Linked DNA regions of Hordeum vulgare: region 1 is linked to region 2. A link is a contact called in public Hi-C data. All regions are on one chromosome and are shown on one strand. The core of a region is the stretch at or near the end of the contact, and the rest is flanking DNA. Distances in the headings are between cores, read along the strand shown.

Evidence for each region. Hi-C and Micro-C count contacts between places; a contact is called where the count stands out from the background.
Region 1: a contact with region 2 is called in a Hi-C map of leaf, with 5 times the contacts expected there. The contact joins the promoter of LOC123447995 here to the promoter of LOC123447993 in region 2. A contact is called at or near these places in 2 of 6 Hi-C or Micro-C datasets (leaf and seedling).

What each region holds. Positions count from the first base shown.
Region 1 is chr4H:93,883,791-93,889,138 of MorexV3_pseudomolecules_assembly, reverse strand. LOC123447995 reads left to right here and starts at 3,353. Exons shown (of 3, transcript XM_045124753.1): 1 at 3,353-3,519; 2 at 4,829-5,348. The coding sequence starts at 4,921.
Region 2 is chr4H:92,988,100-92,993,409 of MorexV3_pseudomolecules_assembly, reverse strand. LOC123447993 (protein ROH1-like) reads left to right here and starts at 4,047. Exons shown (of 1, transcript XM_045124749.1): 1 at 4,047-5,310. The coding sequence starts at 4,614.

The DNA.
Region 1 (5,348 bases), core at 2,104-4,603, 900 kb before region 2:
TACTTGACTAGGTATTTAGATATGTATGTGCACCAAAGTTAGTGAAGTAGTATATTTATACACCTATTTTAATCTATCCACATAATAATGCATACTTTGGGTCCTACATGACAATATTGTAGAAAAACATACATGATTATATTAGTAACAATTTCTACAATTTCTCCTACAATTTATTCAATGAGATCATGACATGCTTATGAAGTACAATCATCTCATCACCGTACTTCTTCGAACCGGAAACAAAGAGCCTACACCTATCAAATATGCATCTTGGACTGAAAGAAAATCTAGCCATAAAAACCTAACCACCCGGGTTGAGTAGAAGAGGATGGAGCCATGCACGGGAGGGGAGAAGATTCTCGTATTGGCTCCGACGATTGCCAGCAGCCATAACTTGAAGCTTTTATTGCCGCTCGTCCCCTACCTCGTCCTTCCCCTCCTAACAAATGAGGCAGTGATTTTTGACCAAACTATGGCAGGATTGTGTGTGTGTGATTGGAATGCGAGCGATGCGTGTCGTGAACGATGGAGGATAGTGTGGTGCAGCGCGACCTGGGCAACTTTAGCCATCCGGCAAGCTGCTTTGTTGCAATCATATCGAGCCTGACCGGTCAGGAGAAGGCAGACGATGTGGTTCGGTGTGCAGAAAAACCATGAGAAAAAACCCCACTGATGTGACATGCTAGTCGGACCTTACAATTGAGATCCATTGGTCAAAACGCTCATAAATTTTTAAACAGGGTAAATTATGGCAACACTTTTGCTAAATGGGGTAAAAATGGATGAAATCCCGTTAAATGGGGTAAGTAGTGTCAAAAATGTCAAAATAGGGGGTAAAAACCAGAATTCACTCTATTAATAACTAAAGTCAACAAACCAGCGTCGTTGCAATAGCGTTGACCAGGGAGCCTCGAATGGGACAGGCGAGGATTAGTAACACTTTCTTAATGGTGTATGTTACCTCACACATGTTAGCGGCAATGGGGTTGTGGATGCATGTGGTTAGGGGGACGTGATTACCTATCAGTTTAAAGGAGTCGTAATCTTCCTTATTGGCAGAGGGTTGTGAATCCTTTATCGCCAGGAGGGTGTGAATCATTATTTGTAATGGGGTCGTATAATACATATAGGTTCTTTAGAGAGGGGAACCGACACAAAGGATGAAAACCTCGGATCTTAGATCCGACCACACATCTTGGACGTGCAAGATTAGAGACCTGGCAAAAGGGCTAAGTTAATCGCTCGTGGGTAAAGTAGCGCACCTCCATAGAGTCTAATGAATTGTGGCTTGTCACTACATAATCTGGGAAAGATCCGCGAACATGATAGGGAAGGAGTCTATTAGAGATTCTAGCAACCTGTGAAGTTTGATAGCTAAATGTTTCAAGTAAAACTTGACGCAACAGATATTTTCCAAAATCATTGCTAAGATCTATTTGGAATCAGTAGTAGCTATAGTGCATCTCCACTCACGATATCTATGAACTTGTTGAGTACCTTATGTACTCATCCGTTGTATTCTAAATCCTCTCTAGACTCTAAATATTCGTAGGATATGCCAAATGACCCTAATGTTGCCGGAGAATACTTCTACGAGAAACCAGACCTTTTCGAAGGAGTCGACTACATCATCGCCAATGGAGCCAACATCGGAGGAGAAGTGCCAGAGCTACAATGACAGGAGTAATGTAGACTTAGTAGTTACAGCCAGACTGATCATGTGGGACATGGTCTGAACTCAGTAAGCGATTGCAGGATCAATAGTGGTACCCCGCATATTGGTACCAATAGTTTGAATCGTTTGAACATTGGATCTTTGTTTGAATAAAATGTTGTAATATAATGATGGTTTGGACCCGCTATGTTTCCGTTTTATACTCTGAGGGATATAAGGTTCGTGAGACGGTGTCTTATGGACGTTATATCAACGACATGTATACTACACGATTCAGTGGTATGCTGGGTCACCGCAACGAGACATCTTCCAGGACCTTCTGCCCCCGTTCCCCCTGTCACACCAACGCGCGTGCCAACTTCACGCAACCCTAACGTCGCACGTCGTTGCCCTCGTGCGCCCTCCCCCCTATCTGGGAAGTCTGACCGAACATATAAAGAGGAAGTGTGGGTCCAACTTCTAAAAGCTTATGTGATTTTCTCGTGCTCGTGGGAAGGATATGCTCTTGTGTGGCATAGTATACTCATTAATTTCGATTTAACAAGCTAGCTTTCAAGATCTTCTGTTCGTGCCACACCAATGCATCTACCAACTTCAGGCAACCCGAATGGACGCTCAGTGACTGACACCCGGGACCCGATGTGTCGTGTCCCACCTCCCATCAATAACCCACTGAGTTCCACCGGTACAAAACAACATACATCTTTCACTTCGAGCCATCCACTCGAGCACACTCGTTGGCCTTTGTCCTCGTGTGCCATACCTCATGCTCGGGTTTTCCGACTGGGCATAGAGGGAGGAGATGTGGGGCCGGTTTCTAGAAGCTCTATGTAATTTTCTCGTGCTCGTGAGAAGGATATCGTCTCGAGTGGCATACTCATTAATTTTGGTTTAACGAGTCAACTTTCGGAACCTTTCGTTACTGCCACACCAACACACATGCCAACTTCACGCAACCCTAACATTGTCCATCATTTCCCTCCCTCATGTCCGGGTTGTCCGACCGGACATATAAGGAGGAAGTGTGGGTCCAACTTCTACAAACTTCAAATATGTGATTTGCTCATGCCGGTGGAAATGATGTGCTCTCGTGTGGCATAGTATACTCATTAATTATGATGTCAGCTTCCAGGGCCTTCCGTTCATGCTACACCAACGCACCCCCAATTGCACGCGACCCGAGTGGATGTTCAGTGAGTGACACCCAGGCCCCATTGTGTCATGTCCCACATGTCATCAACAACCCACCGAATTCTAGCGAAACATAACACATTTTTTCGCTTTGAGCCAGCTAGTAGAACACACTCATCGGGTGTTGTCCTCGCGTGCCATCCCTCGTGTCCGGGTTGTCTGCCGAACATAGAAAGAGGAGGTGTGGGGTCGGTTTCTAGAAGCTCTAAATATGTACTTTTCTCGTGCTCTAGGGAAGGATATCCTCATGAGTGGCATACTCATTAATTTCAATTTAACGAGTCAACTTTCCGGACCTTCCAGAACCTTCCGTTACTGCCACACCAACGCACCCGCCAATTTCACGCAGCCCGAATGGACTCTGAGTGTCTGACACCTAGGACCCGCTGTGTCGTGCCCCACCAGTCATCAACAGCCCACCGAATTCCACCTGTACGTAACAACACGCAGCGTTTTGCTTTGAGCCAGCCATCAGAGCACACACCTCGGCCCTTTTAAGTCCTCCTGTTCGACACACGCCCACGACGGCCAGGAGAAAGAGAGGGAGAGAGAGAGGGAGAGCTTGACCCTGGAAGGCTGGAGGTGGGAGAGTGTCTGCCAGCCCTCCATCGAGTCCCCGCGATTCCTCCTGCCGCCGCCAGAACTCGATCGTGAGCTCTTCTCCCACCCTTTTCCTTTTCGCAGCGGGGTGATTATTTCCTGTTTGGGGGAAGAAAAAAACCCCCGCCCATTTCTTGTTTCTCAGTCCGATACGCTGTCCGTGGTGCCGCCGTGTAGCCAAAAATCCTGGATGAATTAGGAGCTAAGTTTAATCTGCCCCTTTGCCCCCGGAAGGAGTCAGGCCTATGCTGGATCTTGCGGCGCAGGTGTGATTTCTGATGTTCCAGGCGATGTAATTTTGGCCCGGAGATTTATGCCTCGTGCCGCAACCCTGGGCGCGTGCTCGGCTGTACGAATTGGATGATTGGTGTGTTGGGTAAATGGGTGCTATTCGGTAGTTATTTGTTTGCGTAGCGTCGGTGAGTGCTTCTGAGCATCGCCAACAGTTCCTGTAAAAAAACTCCCCCTAAATATGGTTTTGCAGGTATCCATATAATATAGTAGGAGAGGTTGACATGTGAGCTGCAGTTCCGTAATAATCTTCCCCTAAAAATGGTATTTGGTGGCGGTGCGGCGGCGACGGCGGACAGCGGATCACGGTGGTTGGCAGGGGCGGGGCGCGGGTGGGCAGTGTGACGACGACGGTCAGCAACGATGGTCTGCGGCGGGCGGGCGGTGTGACTGCGATGGTCGGTGTCGGCAGCGGTGGCCTGGGGTGGCGGCGCGGTGGATTCCAGTTGCGGCTTGCCGATGTGACTGTTTTATGTGAATGTTTAGGGGAAGAGCCATCTCCCCCTAGATGGAGGGGGAGTTGGGACTGTTGGAGCACTTTTTTTTTTTTGGCTCAACTCCCCCTAAACCGGATTTTTTTACGGGAAAGAGTAACTATTGGTGATGCTCGACGATTACCCGCTTAAGCATTGAGTTCCAGTTTGCTGTCAATAACTGTGCTCCCTTACCTGAAGCGTGAAATACCATGACACTTGCTAGCACCAGTGGTAGTTCGTTACTACAGCACTGGCAAATCCCTGCAAATTTTATTGTTAGACCTGATTGCCTAATTCGGTGTAGTTCAGAGTACTGTATTTTAAGTGCTCCAGAGGTCGTTTTAATTGCTTTTGCGATTATTGCCGTTCCAGCCAGGAGACCGGAGTTGCATTTGCACAATGCTAGTATATTCAATCTCACATGATGTGCCAGTCGAGTGTGTTGAAGAGTACCTTATTGGATTATTTTTTAGGTGTTCCTGATGAAATTCAACCTCTTATCTATTTGTTCAGCAACATTGAGAAATATACAGCTGTGCAAATATACATTTCCGTCCGGGGCTTTAATAATTTCTCCAAATTTACTATGCAGGGTGATATTGAAGTGAAGACATGTGACGTCTCCTCTACGTTTTGTATGGTATTGACAAGAGGTACGGACACCTGGGTGATCTTTCTGGGAAAATGGAAAGCAGCAACCTACCTACTGGAAACATGATGCAAGGAACTCCTTATGGTAGTTTGAATGTACATGGTAACTCCATGCAAATGCATGCTTCAAGCTCAGGAAAACAGCTATTCAACCAGTCTCAGATGCTAGGGAGTTTTGCAATGCCTATCAACCGGGCTACAGAGCCTCATAACCATGGATTTCAATTTGGAGAACATGAAAAAAGGGATCACCACCACCACCACCAGCACAGTCATCACTCAAAGAACTCAATCAGTGATGAGGAGGAGCATGATATGACTGAGGATGTTACTGATACCCAGAATGGCAAAGGAAAGAAGGGTTCAGCATGGCATCGGATGAAGTGGACAGGTTCGATGGTTAAACTTTTGATTACCGCAGCATCTTACACAGGGGAGGATCCTGGGGCGGATCTAGGCGG
Region 2 (5,310 bases), core at 2,798-5,297:
AGCGTAACACGACAAGGAAGAGTGCCATGTAGCGTACGCCAGATAAATTTTTTAACCTTTGCTGGGCAAGATAACCTCCATATCTTTCTCAAAATAGGATTTACCGTTGAACGACCCATCCCATTAGAATGTCTCGGTTTATTTCCATGTTGATGATCCCATTCCACCAAGTATGCAGACCGAATTGAGAACATACCATTCTTCGTATGACTCCACGCAATGAAATCTGGCATGTCATTTTGTGGCAGTGGAATTGAGAGAATCCGATGAGCATCAATGGGCCACATTGTTTGTGTAATAAGATCTTCATCCCAGTTATTCGTAACATGATCAATCAAATCAACCACTTTAGATAACAGAAGTCTACCCTTTGGTGTTACAATTTTCCTATTTGCACAATTTGGAATCCAAGCATCATCCCAAATACTTATGTTCTGTCCATTCCCCACACGCCAGATATAACCATTATTTAGGGAATTCACCCCGGCTATAATACTCTGCCACGTGAAGGAAGAACCTTTCCTTAACTTGGTATTCGGGAGGTCACCGTCAGGGTAGTATTTGGCCAGGATAGTAGCACACAAAGAATCAGGGCTATCAAGGAGGCGTCACACCTGTTTCGCGAGCATTGCTAAATTAAAACAATGAATATCACGAGATCCCATTCCTCCTTGGTTTTTTGGAACACAAAATTTACCAGGCCATCCAATGCATCCTTCTCTGGTTCTCCTCGTCTCCCCACCAGAAATGCGCTATCGCGTCCATAATTCCTTCACAAATTTTTTAGGAATTTTAAAGACCGACATTGCATAGGTGGGTATGGCTTGGACAAGAGCCTTGAGCAGGATCTCCTTTCCTCCATCAAAAAGAAGTTTTTCCTTCCAACCACTAATTTTTGTAACTATCCGTTCAATCAGAAACTGAAAAGCAGTCTGTTTTGTCTAATCCCACATGTGTTGGCAAGCCCAGATATTTATCATTTAGGGCCTCAATCAAAATATTCAGAGTAGTGCATACTTGTTCTCTAATTTCCACCTTCGTATTAGGAGTGAAGAAAATGCTAGATTTGTCTGCGCTAACCAATTGTCCTGAAGCCACACATTATGAATATAGTACTGCTTTGAGGGCTATCGCACTCTGATTATTGGCCTTCATAAGGATCAATGAATCATCCGCGAAGAGGAGGTTTGTGATGGGTGGGGCATCTCTACATACTTTCATTCCCAACATATTTTCATTCTTCTTAGCATGTGTAAGTAATGCATTCAAACCTTCTGTGCATAAAAGGAAAAGATAAGGCGACAGCAGATCACCCTGCCTCAAACCCCTAGTTGGTGTAAAGCTTTCACTCTAGTCCCCATTAATTCGTACCTTATATTTGAAAGTTGAGACACATTGCATAATAAGATTTACCCAGTCTTGATGGAATCCGAGCCTCAACATAATCCCCTTCAGAAAAGGCCACTCAACTCTGTCATACGCTTTATGCATATCAAGCTTAATAGCACACAATCCCTCTTTACCTTGGCTTTTATTCTTGATGGTGTGAAAACACTCATAAGTAGGGGATGGCAATGGGTCGGGTTTGGAGCGGGTGGAGCTGGTCCAAATCCAACCCATGACCCATATTCCTATCCTCTATCCATCCACCAAAGTATCCATGGGCACAAAATGTGCCCATGCCCAAACCCATTGGATATCCAGATATCCATGAAGCTCCATGGGCATAGAAAAATCAACATCAAGCCTTCCCAAAGATCAAATTAACTCTTCATCGTTTGTTAACTAAGATTAGGTTTAATAATTATGTTAGTGCAGTTGTGGGGGATTAGGGAAGATGGGTCAGACTTTGACCTTCTCTGACTATGATTGACTTGGGGTTGAATATTTTCTTAGTTTAGTGTCACTACCATAGGGGGCCATGTGTCATATGGTTATCCACTGGATATCCATGGAGCAACAATTAAATTTGTGCCCAACCGAGCTGGTCGTGGGTATCCATATCCACGGATCCATGAACAGAAATGCACTCCATACCCTTGCCCAACTGGGTAGGGTATGCACGGGTATCCAGATCCATGAATAAAATTGCCATCCCTACTCATAAGCCACTAGCATTCTGAACTCTTCATGAAATTAGATTCTCAAACTTGGACTTGTGATAGTCCGTTATGTCCCACTCCTATATACGAGGCCCGGGAACGGCCCGCTCAGGCCCGTTTCCATCCTGAGACGGGAGTTCGGTCTCGATCCTTGGGATAAAACAAGTTGACCTGGGTGAGCTGCTGCAGCTAATTAAAATCCTCTGTTGAGAAAATCCCTGCACTACCAGAAGCGACCGGTTCCTCCCCGCTAAAAGAAACGACCATTTCCGCCACACAGCCACAACACAAACCCGTCACCATCGCACGTACTACTACTACTCCTCGCAGTGCCGCCAGCAAGCTGCAGCGCTCCGGCGCAGTCAGCCGTTCAACGTGGCCCGCGCTCCAGCCCCCACCACCGGCGACCACTTCCGCACCGTCGCCCCCCGCCCACTGCGCCCCGGGCCCACCTCCGCCGCGGGCCCACGGGCGGTCAAACCGGGCCAGGCCGCGTAGGCCGCGTGACCCGCAGCCCACCGCAGCCGCGTGCCCGTCCGTGCCCGTGCGGCCGATGGATGAACATCTTTCCTCGCCCCCAAACTACCCCCGGGTCGGTGGCTCTCGGTAGAACGGCGCTCGGGGGCAGGCCCGTCAGGCCCGCGCCGCGGGCGACGTGGGAACGTTCCGTCCGCGTGCACGCGGCCGGGGGGCCCCGCATGGCGGCGTCCTCCCGCCACGGCCCCGGCCCCGGCGCCGGCGCGTCGCCCGCGCGTCGGCCGCGTACGCCTCGGTTTCTTTTACGTTTACTATACCCTTTTATTTATGTTCTGTTCCGTTCCTTTACGTTTTCTAATCGCCAGCGATCGTGCGCGCGCGCGCGCGAGCGCGAGGAGACTGGCTGACCGGGCAACTGGAACTGTGTTGGATTGGTCTGATGGTTTCTTAATCTCCTTCGCGAGTGCGCGTCCTTGGCCTCTTTTGCATGCCCGACCGCATGGATTGCTGGTTTTGCATGTTGGTCGCCGGTACCGTGTCATGTCGACCCTTGAGATTTTTTTAATTGACGATTGATCTTTGATAAAAAGAAATAAGTGTGAAACAGTGTGTTACTCAACTCATAATGTTCATAGAATCAATCTTTGATAATTGATATGTACAAAGAACATGTCTTGTTTTTTTTCATGTCTTGGGTCGATTTTCTTGTCACGGTAAATAATTGAATGATCTTCGTTCCCCCATCAAGGTTTCGACCCGTATGCGGATTTAAGCACCGCCGCCACCAGGAGTTGAATGATGATGGTGTCATCGGCGTGATAGTCTTGATTGGATGAGCCGAACATACCTCGTTGGTGAAGGAATGATCACGTCGTAGGCGGACACCATTTTTCAAGTGGATCATGAAGAGGCTGCTGGTTGCGCGTTGTCTCACCATCCATGAAAACAATATTCCTGATTGTCCCTAAATTAGAAATCTCATTTTGGAACATAAGGAATTTAAGTGAGAATCTTTGCACGAAGCATGAGCCAAGAAAAAAAAGTTGCATTTTAGCTCTCCTTCCGACCGAAAAGGAAAGGTGTGATCAACGAATTGCATTGCATATGATGTACGGATTTTTCCGAATAGGAATTTGATGTGGCAAGTTTTAGACTGATTGGTGCCGCCACCATGCTCATTAAGGATGAAATAGCGCATGGCCTGCCAAAGGTCCACAAAATCAGTGGTGTCTTGTTCGATGCCAACATTTTGGAGGGCACTAATCGAATTGTAGGCATAAAGCTCCTTTTCGATCGAACAATCTTTCCTAGTTCGTCGGTCTTCAAGATGTACATCAAATGTTTCGTGTTTTTTTTTTTAATTTTCTTGTAATTTGGATGAAAATTTTGTTTTCTTTGTCAACTGAATGAGCTATGTGCCTCCATCAAGGTCCCTCGAAACACACGGAAGCTATTGCCTCGCTATGAGCATCATATTAACCATTTGATGGTACAGTATAATCTTCCAAGATTGCAGTACTTGACAAATTTCTGCCTAAAATCAAGCATCATTTGCTTGCAAAACCATGGAAGATAGGCCTAGCTGAATCTTTCAAAATGCGGTCCACTTGAAAGGAGCTTGTCAGCAATTACTAATCTTTCAAAGGACCATTTACAAAAGAATCAAATAAAGCTAAACAAAAACCAGAAACATTCTAATTCCAAAAGAATATTACCACCTGCAACAAAAAAGACCACAGCCCACCACTAAACTAGTTGTCTAATTCAACAGGTGTAAGTGGTTAGCCTGGAACCCTTCCCCAATCCCAAAATCACCATTCAGTAGTAAATTAATCGCCTCCCTAATCCCAACCCCATACATATATACGCGCACCCACACCCATCAACAACACCGCACCTCACCGCAGCTTCATCGCAAATCCAAAACAAAACGCCTCCGCCGACGACCCGCACCCGCGCCCGATAGCTCCCCTCCTCCGCGGCCCGCTTCGCCTTCTCCGGCGAGAAACCCCCACACCGGTCTCACCGGCGGCCATGCCGGCTACGGACTACCAGGGCTCCTCCTCCTCCTCCCACTCCCCGTTCGCCTCCTTCGGCCGCTCGCTGCTGTCCCGGACCCGGGACACCCCGGCGTCCCCCGCCATGCTTCCGTCCGGCGGGGAGGCCGAGGCCGAGGCGTTCCAGCGGCGCGTCGCCGTCAGCCTCGCGGAGCTGGGGGACGGGGAGGGGTTCCTCTCCGTCGCGTGGATCCGGCGGCTCCTCGAGGCGTTCCTGCTCTGCCAGGAGGAGTTCCGGGCGGTGGTGGCCGAGGTGCGGCGCCGCGGCGGTGGAGGTGCGCAGGCGGAGAGGCTGGTGGGCGAGTACCACGAGCGCGCGGTGAAGGCCCTCGACGTGTGCAACGCCGCCCGCGACGGGGTTGACCAGGTCCGGCGCTGGGGTCGGCTCGCCGGCATCGCGGCGTCCGTGCTGCTCGCCCCCGGGGAGATCCACGAGGGCCAGCTCCGCCGCGCGAGGAAGGCGCTGTCCGACCTCTCGATCCTCCTCGTCGACGACGCGGCCGCCGCCGGGGGCGGGGGCGGCGTCGCCTCCTTCCTCGCCTCCCACCGCAACCGCTCCTTCGGCCGCGGGAGCCGCGCTTCCCCGTCTCGCGCGTCCTCCGCCTCGTCCTCTTCCTCCTCCTCCTCGCACTTCCGCTCGCTCTCGTGGAGCGTGTCCCGCACCTGGTCGGCGT